Regions from separate parts of the Gossypium arboreum genome. Here region 2 is linked to region 1. The links are chromatin contacts, called in public Hi-C maps. All regions are on one chromosome and are shown on one strand. The core of a region is the stretch at or near the end of the contact, and the rest is flanking DNA. Distances in the headings are between cores, read along the strand shown.

Region 1 (2,845 bases), core at 259-2,758:
TTCTCTATGAACATGATGGAAAAAAACAAGAATAGAAAATAACATAAAAAAACATAACTATTTAAGAAAGCAATTAATTACGAGAATATAAATTATGACCTCACATGTTGACCACCGCATGATTCTACCTTGAGATCAACCAATTTAATTCCCATTACCAACAATCCCCGTAATGTGATTGTTTTACTCAAGTAAAAAAAGAAGAAGATTTTTTTAATTTTTTTTTAAAACTTTAGATGTCAATGAGTAGGAGCAAAGCAATGAAAATTTGGTGTAGAGGTGGAATAAGAAAATAAATGGAGGAACTTGAAAATTTCATGAAAAATGGATTAAAAAACAATATGAAAACGCAAAATTACAATAAATCCACTTTATCCAAGGGTAGCCCTTACTTGCCTATTTTAGATTTGCCTTCTGTACATTGGCATAAAAAAAAATACAAATTCAAAATAATATCCAAGGGGGCTAAGGCCTTGCTTGCTCGTTTTGGATTCACCCTTGCCCTTTGGCATCCAAAATTAAAAAAAAAAAAAAATCAAAATAATATCTAGGGGCTAGGACCCTACCTACCTCCTTTTGGATTCTCTTTGCTAACAAGACATTGGTAAATACTATCCCACGAACTTTTACAATTTTCTATTTTTCTCTTCAATCTGTTGAACAATGCATGCAGGGTTTTTATGTTGAGTAAGAAGATTCCCAACTTAATTTACTTTACTATGAATATTGTAGAATAAACAAGAATAAAAAATAACACAAAAAGAAAAAAGCATAACTATTTAAAAAATAATTAATTACGAGGATACAAATTATGATATCATAAGATGGCAACTACATTTATTCTGCCCTTTGATCAATGCTTTAATTCCCATTGCCATTAATCCCTTGATGCAAGTAAAAATATGATTATTTTCGGCAAGAAAATAATTGAACATTAATATAAAAAATAAATAAGCAAATATATCACACACATATATATCAATTTATGGCACATGAGTGAAAAAATATAACTAAGACGTTTAAGTTGAAATCTTATTACATGTTTATTTTTTCTACATATTACATAAAAGATAAAAAGATAAAAATATTTTTATTGTAATATTTCTTACTTTGTAAAAGGAATGAATTGTTAGTGATTTTACAATTAAATCGAAACTTTGTTGATGGGTGACATTAATGTAACTAAATATTAAATGAGTAAAAAACTATAATAAAACTTAGATATTATTGTGGTGCGTTAGGTTCATATTTACATATTTTAAAATTGGTTTAAAGGGTAAAATTAAGATATTAAAATTATAATATTTTAAGTTTAAAATTCATATATAAAGTTATAAAAATAACATTGTTATTTTATAAAAATAATATTTTAATAATTTCACAACTGAACTAAATTTATCGAATGTGACAAGGCTTAATCAATTGTGTAAGTGAAAAAAATTATAAAATAATTATATTGAGACAAACATTGATTTAAATCTTATTATAAAATGAAAAGATAAGTAGTGAATTATATAGATATGATAAGAAATCAGAATTGAGAAACAATTTTCATTTGTGCATTAGTACTAGGAAGGAACATAAACCTCTTTGTAACCAAACATCAAAACATTTTATCCCTCTCTCGCTCTGTATATTGTTTTGTCGTGATGACGCGTTTTAATGGCGGCTAAACCTTCAATTCTTCTTCTTCTTCTTCTTCTTCTTCTTCTGCCATAGTTTTCCTTTTTATCTTTTAAACAGACAAAAAAAAAAAAAGAGTTTATATATAACATTCCTTTTCCTTTCTTTGCCTTCCATATTTTTACTTTGCTTTGCTCCTATCCTTTCCAAATGTTTTTCTTCTTCTTTCTCCTTTCTTTCGTCCTCTCTTTCTTATTCTTATTCTTTTCTTTTCACTATAAAAAACTCCATAAACACCAACAACTACAAGAAGAAGGCAACCCCCAGAATGATTCTGCCCTTTTGAACTGCTGTTTTCCCGATATTGTTGATACGAGGGCACAAACCCGGGGAAACGACTCTACTCATTTGCCCCATACTCTTCTTTTACAGATTATGCCTTCCGATTCTGCAAAATGGGCTGGTTTGTTTACCGGGGAGAACCAACAAAAAGGGGATGCCAGTCGGGTCGGGTCGGATCGAGATAGGGAGCGGTGTGAATCAGGTGGTGAGGATCAGAGGACGAAGAAGAAGAAGAGAAGAGGGAAGAAGAAGAGATTGGATTCCAAAAGTGAAGAAGAAAATGGTGACGGAAGGTGTAGTTGTTCAGAGCAGGAGAATAAGAAAAAGGAAGAATCGGGTCGGGGGGATCCGGGTTGTCGGATCAAACCGGAGCTGGTTTGCTTGTATCCATTTACATCAACAGGTAGTGCTACGCAGAGGAAGATTAAGCAACATTATGACCAGCTTGTTAAGTGTCATCAAAACAAAGGATTAACATTAGCTCAGGTATCTTCTTTTTTTTGCCTTCTTATTATCACCTTAATTTTTTTTTAAAGTTTTGATGTTTTTCATTGCTGTTCTTTTTAGCTAGTAATAATCAAATCTTGTGTAGTTTGTTGCTTAAATATATGGCATATCTTGATACTAAAGCAAGTCTCATTGTTGCTTCATATTTTAATTAATGCTTTTTTAGTTCTCTAACTATCATTAAGCTATCTGGAGAATAATTTGGTCAGGTCTTTTCTCATTTCAATCAATATTTTAAAGTTTAAATATTTGTTTTCTTTGCTTAGGAGGTAAGACTATCCCATTTGTAATTTTATGAACTTGTGTTATATCTTTTCTGCAATAAAATGTTAATAAAGAAAGAGAAGAGAGGGAGCAGAATCTGAAAACTTTT
Region 2 (2,845 bases), core at 204-2,703, 43 kb before region 1:
GCTGTTTGTCCGACAATCTAGGAGTTTTCGATAGACTGACTTATGGTTACTAACTTAATATAGGTACCACGTTCCTCGTTCATGGCTCAACCCAACAGGGAATTTGTTGGTTGTGTTTGAGGAATGGGGTGGAGATCCGAATGGAATTACTTTGGTACGCCGAGAAACTGACAGTGTCTGTGCTGATATCTACGAGTGGCAACCGAACCTAATGAATTACCTGATGAAAGCCTCTGGTAAAGTCAACAAACCCCTAAGGCCAAAAGTGCATTTAGAGTGCGATGCTGGGCAAAAAATCTCAGCAGTTAAGTTTGCCAGTTTTGGAACACCAGGAGGAGTCTGTGGAAGCTACCGCGAAGGAAGCTGTCACGCTCACCACTCTTATGATGCTTTTACTAGGGTATGATACTTTCTTACATTAACGCTTTGCTTTTTGGTTCATTGCTACATGAACATTGACATATGTTTTCGTGCTTTCAGCTTTGTGTTGGACAGAACTTCTGCACAGTGACTGTAGCACCCGAAATGTTTGGAGGAGACCCGTGTCCTAATGTGATGAAGAAACTCTCTGTGGAGGTCATTTGCAGCTGATGAACACATCAGAAACATATGAAAGAAACAAATCATTTTCTCTATATCCAACCCGTCACTCCGTATTCTTGTCTTTCAAGTAAATTAAGATCGCAACCATTTATTTTGGCTTTTACAGGGTGAAGTTGTACAATTATACAACACGCCCCTTGGCAAAAAGCTTATTAGATTGTGAAGTGATTGCAGAATAAGCTCTATGTATATACACAAATACGTATTCCTGCATGATATATAGAAAACCGGAAAAGCAATGGAAATCCGTAGAAGCTGCGCATTGAGACAAAGTACCGAGTCCATGCGCAAAGTGTTCTGTTGTTTAGGATAAGCAGGGAAGCCTCTGGTTTCTGGTAGTAAATGAGTGGATTGTCTTGTAGTCTTATATATTTGAACAATCTGGGAAGCAATCTTATCATTGTTTTGTTCTGGAAGATAATAAAATCATGTCTTTCATGATCTCTGATCTGATAATTTTATTCATACTGCGTATATTAAATGATAAAAAATAATGTGTATAAACCCGGAAAGGATATTCTTTTGATTTTTTTTTTTAATTCTTGATGTCAAAGAGGTAAAAATAATGATATGTTCAAATCTAATTTACCATACTGTAAGTACATCAAATATAAATATTGTTGAGTAATATTTTTTTTCGTGTCGTATTAAGTGAAACGCAAGGGTATTTATGCATGTTCCTATTGCTATTGTTACAACTCACAGTAGGGTCCATTATCTTGTCTTGGTCTTGGGGTCGATGACGTTGATATTCCTTGTCTTTGGTGCAGACATTCCTTGGGCATCCCTTGCCTTATTGGACACGCGTCTGTGGAGCACGCGGTTTTTTTTTATCTTGGGACTGACACCTCTAGGGAGTCTCGTACCAACTAGTCACGAGCGGGGGTCCCTTGTAGGGCTCGTGATCCCTTCTACGGACATAGCACGCGACCCTGTTCTTGCAAAGCTTACGCGAGCTCTCCTTACGAGCTATCTTTGCGAACATCTAATATCCCAGTGGAGTCCCTAGTAAACTATCTTTACGGTGAACATTCTTCTTCCGGGTTGGGTCTATTCGGGTCAGAGACCCGGGCCCTATTGGGTCATTTGGGCTAACGGTTACCAAATCCTAACAATCCAGTCCCTCCTTAGTAGGCCTAAGGGACGTTATAAAGTGGCGGGCCTTAGGTCCATTTCGAACACAGCTTGTTGGGTACGACGCAAGTCGTCGTGCATAACAGCTGCCTTGCCATGTGTGCACCCGGGTAATGGATGCGCACATATGACTGTTGAGAGATGAATCGTTTCTTCTTACTTGTATCTGGGTCGTTAGTTCATTTTTGGCCATCCAAACAGTTTAAGAAACCTTTCTTAAAAAGGGGATCTTCAAGGGTTTAGGTTTCTTCACTGTTTGGTATTTTCTGCAATGTGGAATTGAGGTAATTCTCACAAATCTTTTCTACTTCTTAGTTTCTATTTCTGTTTTCCTTTTATTCAAATCATGGTGAGGATGAGAGAAGCCCAAAACCACATCGTTGTGGCCCGTCTGGTTCTAGTCATTATAACTAAGAAGCCCTATATCTGCATCACCACACCGAATGAAATGGAACGGGCTCTGACTGTACGGGGAATAAAGCTCTCCTACTTTGCCTATGAATTTTTCATCCCTTCGAGGTCACACTGTGTGTGTGAGGCAATGAAAGATAGTTTCCTTCTCCCGTTGCACATCCTAGAAGCGGGATTTCACCTACCCTTACATTCTTTCTTATGTAACCTCCTTAAAACTACAGCTTCACTCCTGGTTAACTATCCAGTTTTTCCTAGTGGCTAGCCATGGTGTACTTTCTCGATAGCTGTCAGCGTCGTGAAGTACCGATGCTCTCTATCTTCCAGCATCTGTACCAGTTGAAGGGGAGTGATGTGGGGGGTCAGCAGGGTTCTACTACTTTTCCAACTGTCGGAAGGCGCAGACGATCATATGAAATCAGTGCAAGAACCTTCGACTAAAACGAGGGAATTATATCCAAGTCCGTAGCATCCTTGGCGAGGACTTTGGGTTCCAAACCAAGTAGTCTTCCCTTAGTGAAGACATGTGCGCCTTATAAAAGGAGTCTTACCACTGATGAGGCTGTTGCGCAATTTCAGAGGTTGGATGTTGGTCGCGTACTAGCCCTCGAGGCGGTATTGATTGCTAGGAATGTCTTCATGTTCTGTCTGGAGAATCTTAACCCCAACAGTTGGAAGGTTGGCGACAATTAAAAGG

The links. Hi-C and Micro-C count contacts between places; a contact is called where the count stands out from the background.
Region 2: a contact with region 1 is called in a Hi-C map of leaf, with 2.2 times the contacts expected there. The contact joins the enhancer-like site here to the promoter of LOC108470598 in region 1. A contact is called at or near these places in 2 of 5 Hi-C or Micro-C datasets (both in leaf).

What each region holds. Positions count from the first base shown.
Region 1 is chr10:6,669,060-6,671,904 of ASM2569848v2, reverse strand. LOC108470598 reads left to right here and starts at 1,508. Exons shown (of 6, transcript XM_053020598.1): 1 at 1,508-2,451. The coding sequence starts at 1,834.
Region 2 is chr10:6,711,894-6,714,738 of ASM2569848v2, reverse strand. LOC108473675 (beta-galactosidase 1) reads left to right here. Exons shown (of 19, transcript XM_017775376.2): 18 at 64-400; 19 at 481-1,044. The coding sequence ends at 591. Among protein-coding and RNA genes, the nearest start is that of LOC108473675, 6.9 kb to the left of the region's middle. Within about 2 kb of position 1,453, at least 1 of the 2 cell types and tissues checked has an H3K27ac peak or open chromatin away from gene starts, as enhancers often do. A contact at or near this core is called in leaf, where this site is marked.